Regions from separate parts of the Capra hircus genome. Here region 1 is linked to region 2. A link is a contact called in public Hi-C data. All regions are on one chromosome and are shown on one strand. The core of a region is the stretch at or near the end of the contact, and the rest is flanking DNA. Distances in the headings are between cores, read along the strand shown.

The links. A called contact is a pair of places that touch in the nucleus more often than the background predicts.
Region 1: a contact with region 2 is called in a Hi-C map of blood, with 2.4 times the contacts expected there. The contact joins the promoter of FBXO7 here to the promoter of PWP1 in region 2. A contact is called at or near these places in 4 of 5 Hi-C or Micro-C datasets (blood and liver).

Annotation. Positions count from the first base shown.
Region 1 is chr5:69,780,672-69,784,004 of ARS1.2, reverse strand. It overlaps FBXO7 (F-box only protein 7), which reads right to left and starts at 1,646. Exons shown (of 9, transcript XM_018048222.1): 1 at 885-1,646. The coding sequence starts at 1,006.
Region 2 is chr5:69,610,081-69,613,482 of ARS1.2, reverse strand. PWP1 (periodic tryptophan protein 1 homolog) reads right to left here and starts at 1,405. Exons shown (of 15, transcript XM_005680583.3): 1 at 1,169-1,405. The coding sequence starts at 1,240.

The sequences.
Region 1 (3,333 bases), core at 397-2,896, 170 kb before region 2:
TCAAATTCCAAATTCGCTAGCTCAGGATTTGAAGAGGACCACCCTCACTTTTGTCCCTCTACTCCCAGGTTATGGTCTCCAAGATACCCAGGACAGCCTCATCTGCAACCCCATAAATACAGAATTTGATCCATTATTTCTCAACGTCACTGTCCCCAAACTGCAAGCTCTCCAGGGTCATCATAAGGCCAACGTTTACCATAGTTTCCATTACAAAAAAAAAAAAAAAAAAAAGCAACATCTTGGCCAGGAAAATAATATTATTTGAAACAGACCGACATGCTGCACTTCGCAAAACTTTCCAGCGGGAAAGTCAAAGTGCCCACAGCGGCGCGCGGCAGGTAAACACTTAACGGAGTTTTAAGCGGACTGCAGGCTGGTAGTCCGAAAGCAGCGGTACAGGCTACAGGTGGCCTCGTATCTCCATATGAGATACGAAGCAGGTTTTTAACTCCTAACACTTTACAAACTTTTTCACTGAAATATTCCGACAGCTGGAGATGGTGAACTTAAATCCCTGGGAGTCTGAAGAGGTTTAACCTAAGCCAAACCCGTAATTTCCCAGCTCACATCTCAAAAGACTCGGGAATTTTGCATCTTAGCCTCTCCCTGCGTTCGTTTACTGCAAACACGGAAGCGAAGGCTCACCCTGGATGAGCTCGGAGCCCTCGGGACGCTGGGCCATGACCTCCGGGAGCCGGGACCCCGCGAGCTGCAGCCCTCGTTCCCGCTCCCCGCCTGGCCCGCGTCACAGTCCCGGGGTGCGGGCCCCGCCCGCCGGCCGCCCCGCCTCACGTGACCGCCCGGCGCGGGCCCGCGCCCCTGGGCGCTCCTCCCCGCCCCGCCGCGTCCCCACCCCCACCCCGCCTCTCCGCGGCGCCTACCTGTACCCCCAGGTGGGCAGCAGGGCCTGGCTCAGGTGCGCGCGCAGCTGCCCCAGAGTCGGCTCCGCTTCTGGCATATCCAGAGGCCAGGTCCGCTTCTGAAGCCGGACCCGCAGCTTCATGGCGGCCGCGAGAGGACTCAGCGGCCCGGACCACCGAGGCGGCGACGGTAACTACGGAGCGGCCGGGGAGCTCCCGCCTACAGCGGCCACTACCGTAGCTATGGAGATACTGAGGTGTAACCGACGGAGGACCCCGCCGAGCTGGTCTCTGGAACAGGAGCGCTCCGCCCCTTCTCTTGAGGGCGCCCCCTGGAGCCCACCGGCGAGCAGACCGCTGGCGGCCAACACGGGTCCAGGCCGCTCGGGAACTCACGATCGATGACTCGGCGCGCAACGGCGCCACCTGAGAGCGCGCTTTGAGTTCTGCGCAGGCGTGGAAGCTGCCGCGGAGCGCAGGGGTCGCGGCACTTGTGCAGCGGTGTCTCTTGTCTCCGCCTTTCCTAGAGAACGTTAACGCTGAAAGGGATGCTACAGATCAGACTACTCGCCACTCCGCAAGGCCAGGTGTCCTGGTTCTTACTCCACTTCCTCCGTGGCTCCAGCACCATTCGCACCCATCAGCACCCAGATTCTGATAGTTTCCACGTTACAGCAAACTTAAAACAATTTGTAGGGACTTCCTGTGGGCCAGTGGCTGAGACTCTGCGCTCCCAAAATGGGGGGCCCTGTTCAATCCATGGTAAGGGAACTAGGTTCCACATGCGGCCCAGACCCAGGGTGGCCAAATAAATATTTATTTAAAAACAAAACAAAACATTGTAGGCGGTGATCTACGTCGGAGAGTATATTGGCAACCTGTCGCTGCCAATAATCACCCCAAAGCTTAACTGCTTAGGACAACAAACATTTTTCACACAGGTTCTGTAGATCGAAAATTTGGTCATGACTTGGCTGTTTGGTTCTGTCTTGGTCTCTCGTGAGATTACAGTCAAGATGTAGGTCAAGCAGCCTTGACCTGCAGTTATCTGAAATCTTGACTCGGGCTGGAGGATCTCAATCGCATGACTGTTGACCTTGTTTTTTTCTGTTGAGGCCTTAGTTTTTCACGCTATGGGCCTCCCCATGGGGCCGCTTGAGTGTCCCAAGGGCATGGTGTCAGAGTGTCCCTCACTTCCCCCAGAGCCAGTGATCTCAGAGAGACCAAGGCAGAAGCCGCAGTGTCTTTTATGATCTCTTCTCAGAAGTCACATACCATCACTTCACTCGTTCAACCAAGACTTCCGTGTGGGAGAATCAACCCGAAGGCATGAATACCAACAGACAGGGATCACTGGGGTCCATCTAGGAGTCTAGTTACCACAGAGGCTTGGCAATAATGACGATGATCTCTTAAATGAGGAAAAGAGTATTGTCACTTTTCATCCTTGTAAAGATAGCCATTTTCCAAATCATAAAAAAGAGTTGAATAACGTTTCTTCCAATAGGTGGCAGCACTTGTCCACATTCTGACCATTCACTCGATAAATATATACCGATCACCTCTTTTGTGCCAGAGTATCCTTGGTCCTGAGAAGACAAGTTCCTACCCATGCAGAGCTTACAGGGAAGTGAATCGACTTTTGTGGTAGAGCGTAAAAAGTGTCTTGTTTATGATGGAGATAAGAACAGTGCTGGGGACTGGGATACATAGGGAAGGGTGGTTGGCCAGGAAGGTTCTTGAGTGGCAAGCGATATGAAATTGAGAAAGGACGGATGACAGGACCAGGGTGGCTTGATGTGGCCAGAATGGACACAGTGGCTCAATGTGGACGGAGTGGGTATATCGCAAATAAAGAAGAGCCTCAAGCTAAGCAAAGGATTTGGGAAACATCCTAGAAAATGCGTAGGAAGCCACTGAAGAGTTTTAAGCAAGGGAGGCTTCATCTATCAGAGTTCTTAGCTCTGAGCAATAGAGGCTAACTCTGACCAAACAGAAAAGCAGCAAATGAAAAGGATAATGGATAGTTCTGGGATTCTGGGATGGCCTGAAGAAGTGACTCCAGGTTAAGCTTCTAGGAGGATGCTCAGAACCACACTGAAGAACTGGCCTGATGAGGAAACTATCTTGACTGGTAGTCGCCCCACCCCATCCTGGATGGAAGCTGCTGTCACTGCTGCCGGGAACTGCTGGGGAATGGCTGCCACCTCCAAATGCCACATGATTTTACACCAACGAAATGCCAAACTTCCAGATGAACCTATATCCTCACCTCACTCACTTTGAAATTGAAACTTCAATGCATCTGGGATGCATCTGCTTAAGGGAAACTGAGGCCTGAAAACTGAGGGAAACTCCTGGCCAGAAGAGACTGGAATTTAGACTCTGATCTCTTTCCCTGGGGAAACAAGACTTACAATAGTTTGATTTCCCCAAATGGAGGAAGGCAGTTCAAAAGATGACAGGAGGC
Region 2 (3,402 bases), core at 156-2,655:
AGTCTCTGGTGCCCTTTTAACAACTCTTGCTTTCTTCAATAATTTTTAATATATTATTTCCTGTCCCTATTCTATATGCATGTTCAGTCTTGTCCAACTCTGCAATCGGATGGACTGTCCTCTGCCACGCTCCTCTGTCCATGGGATTCTCTAGGCAAGAATACTGGAGTGGGTTGCCATGCCCTCCAGGGGGATCTTTCCCATCCAGGGATAGAACCTGCCTCTCTTACGTCTCCTGCATTGGCAGGTGGGTTCTTTACCATTAGCGCTGCACTGAATGCCTACCATGTGCCAAATGCTGGCGAAACTGGAGAATTAAACAGTCTATGTCCTGGTGGAACTGGCTCAATAACCTGAAACAAACACTATCCCGCCCGTTTTTTTCATTAACATTTATCACTGACAAAGTATTATATATGCACATGTCAACTCCATAAAGGCAGGGACTTTTCCTGTTTTGTTCATGCCTATCCCAGGACCCTGAACAATGCTGGGAACAGAGAAAGCACTTCGTTAAACATCTGTTGAATAACGTAGGTAATCTCGGCTACAGACTCAGTCTCTCCTGTAGGCTTTTCCCTTTCATAACGTGTCACCGTTTACCTCTACCCGCCGCCCTCCATGGCCTCATCAACATTTCATTTGCACTACTGCGAGAATTCCTAATTCAATTCTCGAGCTCACGACACCGTAGTCTCCACACCAGTTTTTCTACACCACGGTTTTCATCCAGTTCATTCCTCTAAACGCCGAGCGGAGGAGGGGAAAGTGGAGTTTCACATACGTGCCCCCTTTTCCCGATTTGCCTGAAAACGCTCTAGGGTGACGGCAGACTATGTGGCGTCGTCAAGAGGTCTCGCTGGACGTTGTCAGCAAGCACCATCCCGCCTCCTTCCAGCCCACGAGGTCCACAGGCGTGCGAATCGCCGGGGGTGGGGTGGGTCGGGCTCGGGGGGAAGGGACAGCGAGGAGGCGCTTGGGCCAGGAGTCCCAGACCCTCGGAACCACGGCCCTACCACGACAAACAGGCCACAGCCGGCCCCACCCCCCGTCAGTCCCGCCAGCGGCGCCGGGGCCGCGCGTTCCCGGTCCAGGTTCCCAGGCGACGCTGACCCAGGATGCTGCAGAGAGGCCGCTCCCCCTATACCTCGGAGCGACCGGGCCTCACCTTGTCTGGCGTCTCTTTGGCCACGCCGCAGCGGACCCAGGCCACGCATGTCACCTGGCGGCTGCGGTTCATGGTCTTCAGCTCGAGGCCTCACGCTACAGACTTGGCCTCGGTGGGTCTGGAAACCCCCACCGCCCTTTGGCCAGCACGCTCGGTGAAGGGCTCCCAGCCGCAGCTTGGGGCAGAGCGCAGGCGCCGGCGGCCACCTGTTCCTTAGGGGTCGGCGCCCGCTTCTGACGTCATTCGAAAGCGGCGAACGGGAAAGGGGTGGGGAAAGATTTGGTATCCGAGGCAGCGGGGTTAGGAGGGTTGTGTACAGTGGTGTGAATGGGTTTTACAAGACATCCGTGACGGTGTCTATGGGCTTCGTGGGAGTAATGAATAAATAAATGAAATTGGAACGGTAAAGGTCAGAGCCAGATTTACACCAACCTTTATTTTGCCTCCATATTCTTAGAGCTGACAATGGTAGAGTTTTAGGTTTGTTTTTAAAAGGTTTCTCCAAAATGAACTTTTTTTTTCCCTTCTCTGGCTGGGCGGTAGGGCTTGTGGGATCTTGGTTCCCCAAGCTCGGCAGAGCAGTGAAAGCCCCAGCCTTACACTGGATGACCAGGGAATTCTCCTAAATGAATTACCATTTCAAGGAGATAGTTCAGCTATTACATTTCATTACATTCTTGCATGTTGCTTATATACTAAGTACAAGGTAGTGGTTGTAGCAGCAGCAAACACAAAGTGCTTGATATATACAGGAGGCACCATTTTAAGTGCCTTATGTAAACTTGGTAACTTCTTAACACTTTGTGGGAGATCTTAGGGGGAATATTATCTTTCCCAAGGCCGCACAGGTAGCAAGTAGCTAGGATACTGTCAACTACAAATTGGCACTTATCATGGGCACTTGCTTCCTTGGTGGCTCAGATAGTAAAGAATCTGCCTGCAACGCGAGAGACCTGGGTCTGATCCCTGGGTTGGAAAGATCCCCTGGAGGAGGAAATGGCAATCCACTCCAGTATTCTTGCCTGGAGAATCCCATGGACAGAGGAGCCTGGTGGGCTACAGTCCATGGGGTTGCAGAGTCAGATATGACTGACCAACTAACACTTTCACACACTATGGACACTTGCCATCTACCTCTACAAGAATTAAATCATGATGGGCTTCTGTAGCTGCTGACCTTCAATACACTGTGAAACTAGTTCAGGGTGGGGAGCAGAAACAAGGCTGTTTGTGCTGGGAAAAACTGGCAGGACAGGTCATCAGGTAGTTAGATATTTTCAAGAGCTCATTTTCTTGGCTGTGTGACTGTCTTGTCACTTGCCCTCTGAGTTTTCATCTCTCTCCCCTACATCTGAGACTGGCAAGCAAAACAGGAGGGTGGTTGCTATGGAGAGAGTGGGGGCAAAGAAAACCGGTAGCATATGCTCTGCCCCAGTTTTATTGTCAGAATGGGCTGTCCACATATGGGATCAATTTGTGGGCAGTTTGTAACACATTTTCCTCACATACAATAGTTTGCTTGGTTTTGCAACAATATTGATGAAATATGATGAAAAATTACCTCCATTTAATTTTTTCCAATATTTTGGCTGCACCATGTGCCTTGCAGCATCTCAGTTCCCTGACCAGGGATTGAACCCTGGCTGCAGGAGTGAAAGCCCAGAATCCTAACCCCTAGGCCAACAGGGAACTCCCCCTCTATTTTAAAGGTGAGGAAATTCAGCAATGAAAAGCCTTACTACCATGAGATCACACTCAGGGACTGGCAGAACTACAACTAGACAACAGCAACTTTGTACACTCAGCTGGACCCCCTTGGAACTCGCCCAGCCCTGGGAGGGATCCTCTCAGGTGTGAAATGCGAATCCCTAGGGTAGGCTGAGTATGTGTTCATCTCTTCCAGGACTGTTTCTCTAAACCGATTCCTCTGTAGCTTCTTTGCTTTTGGTCCATTTTATTTAAAAAAAAAACCTTTTATTTATATTTATTTACTTATTTGGCTGTGCCTGCTCCTAGTTGTGACATGTGGGATCTTTAGTTGTATTCGAACACTTAGTTGCAGAATGTGGGATCAAGTTCCCTGACCAGGGATTGAACCCAGGCTTCCTGCATTGGGAGCACAGAGTCTTAGCTGCTGGATCACCCGGGAAGTGCCCTGCTTTTGGCCCATTTTTAAAGGTGGTATGACAGGCTGTATTTTTTCAGAAATGACTGCAACAATATCTTCCTTCAGA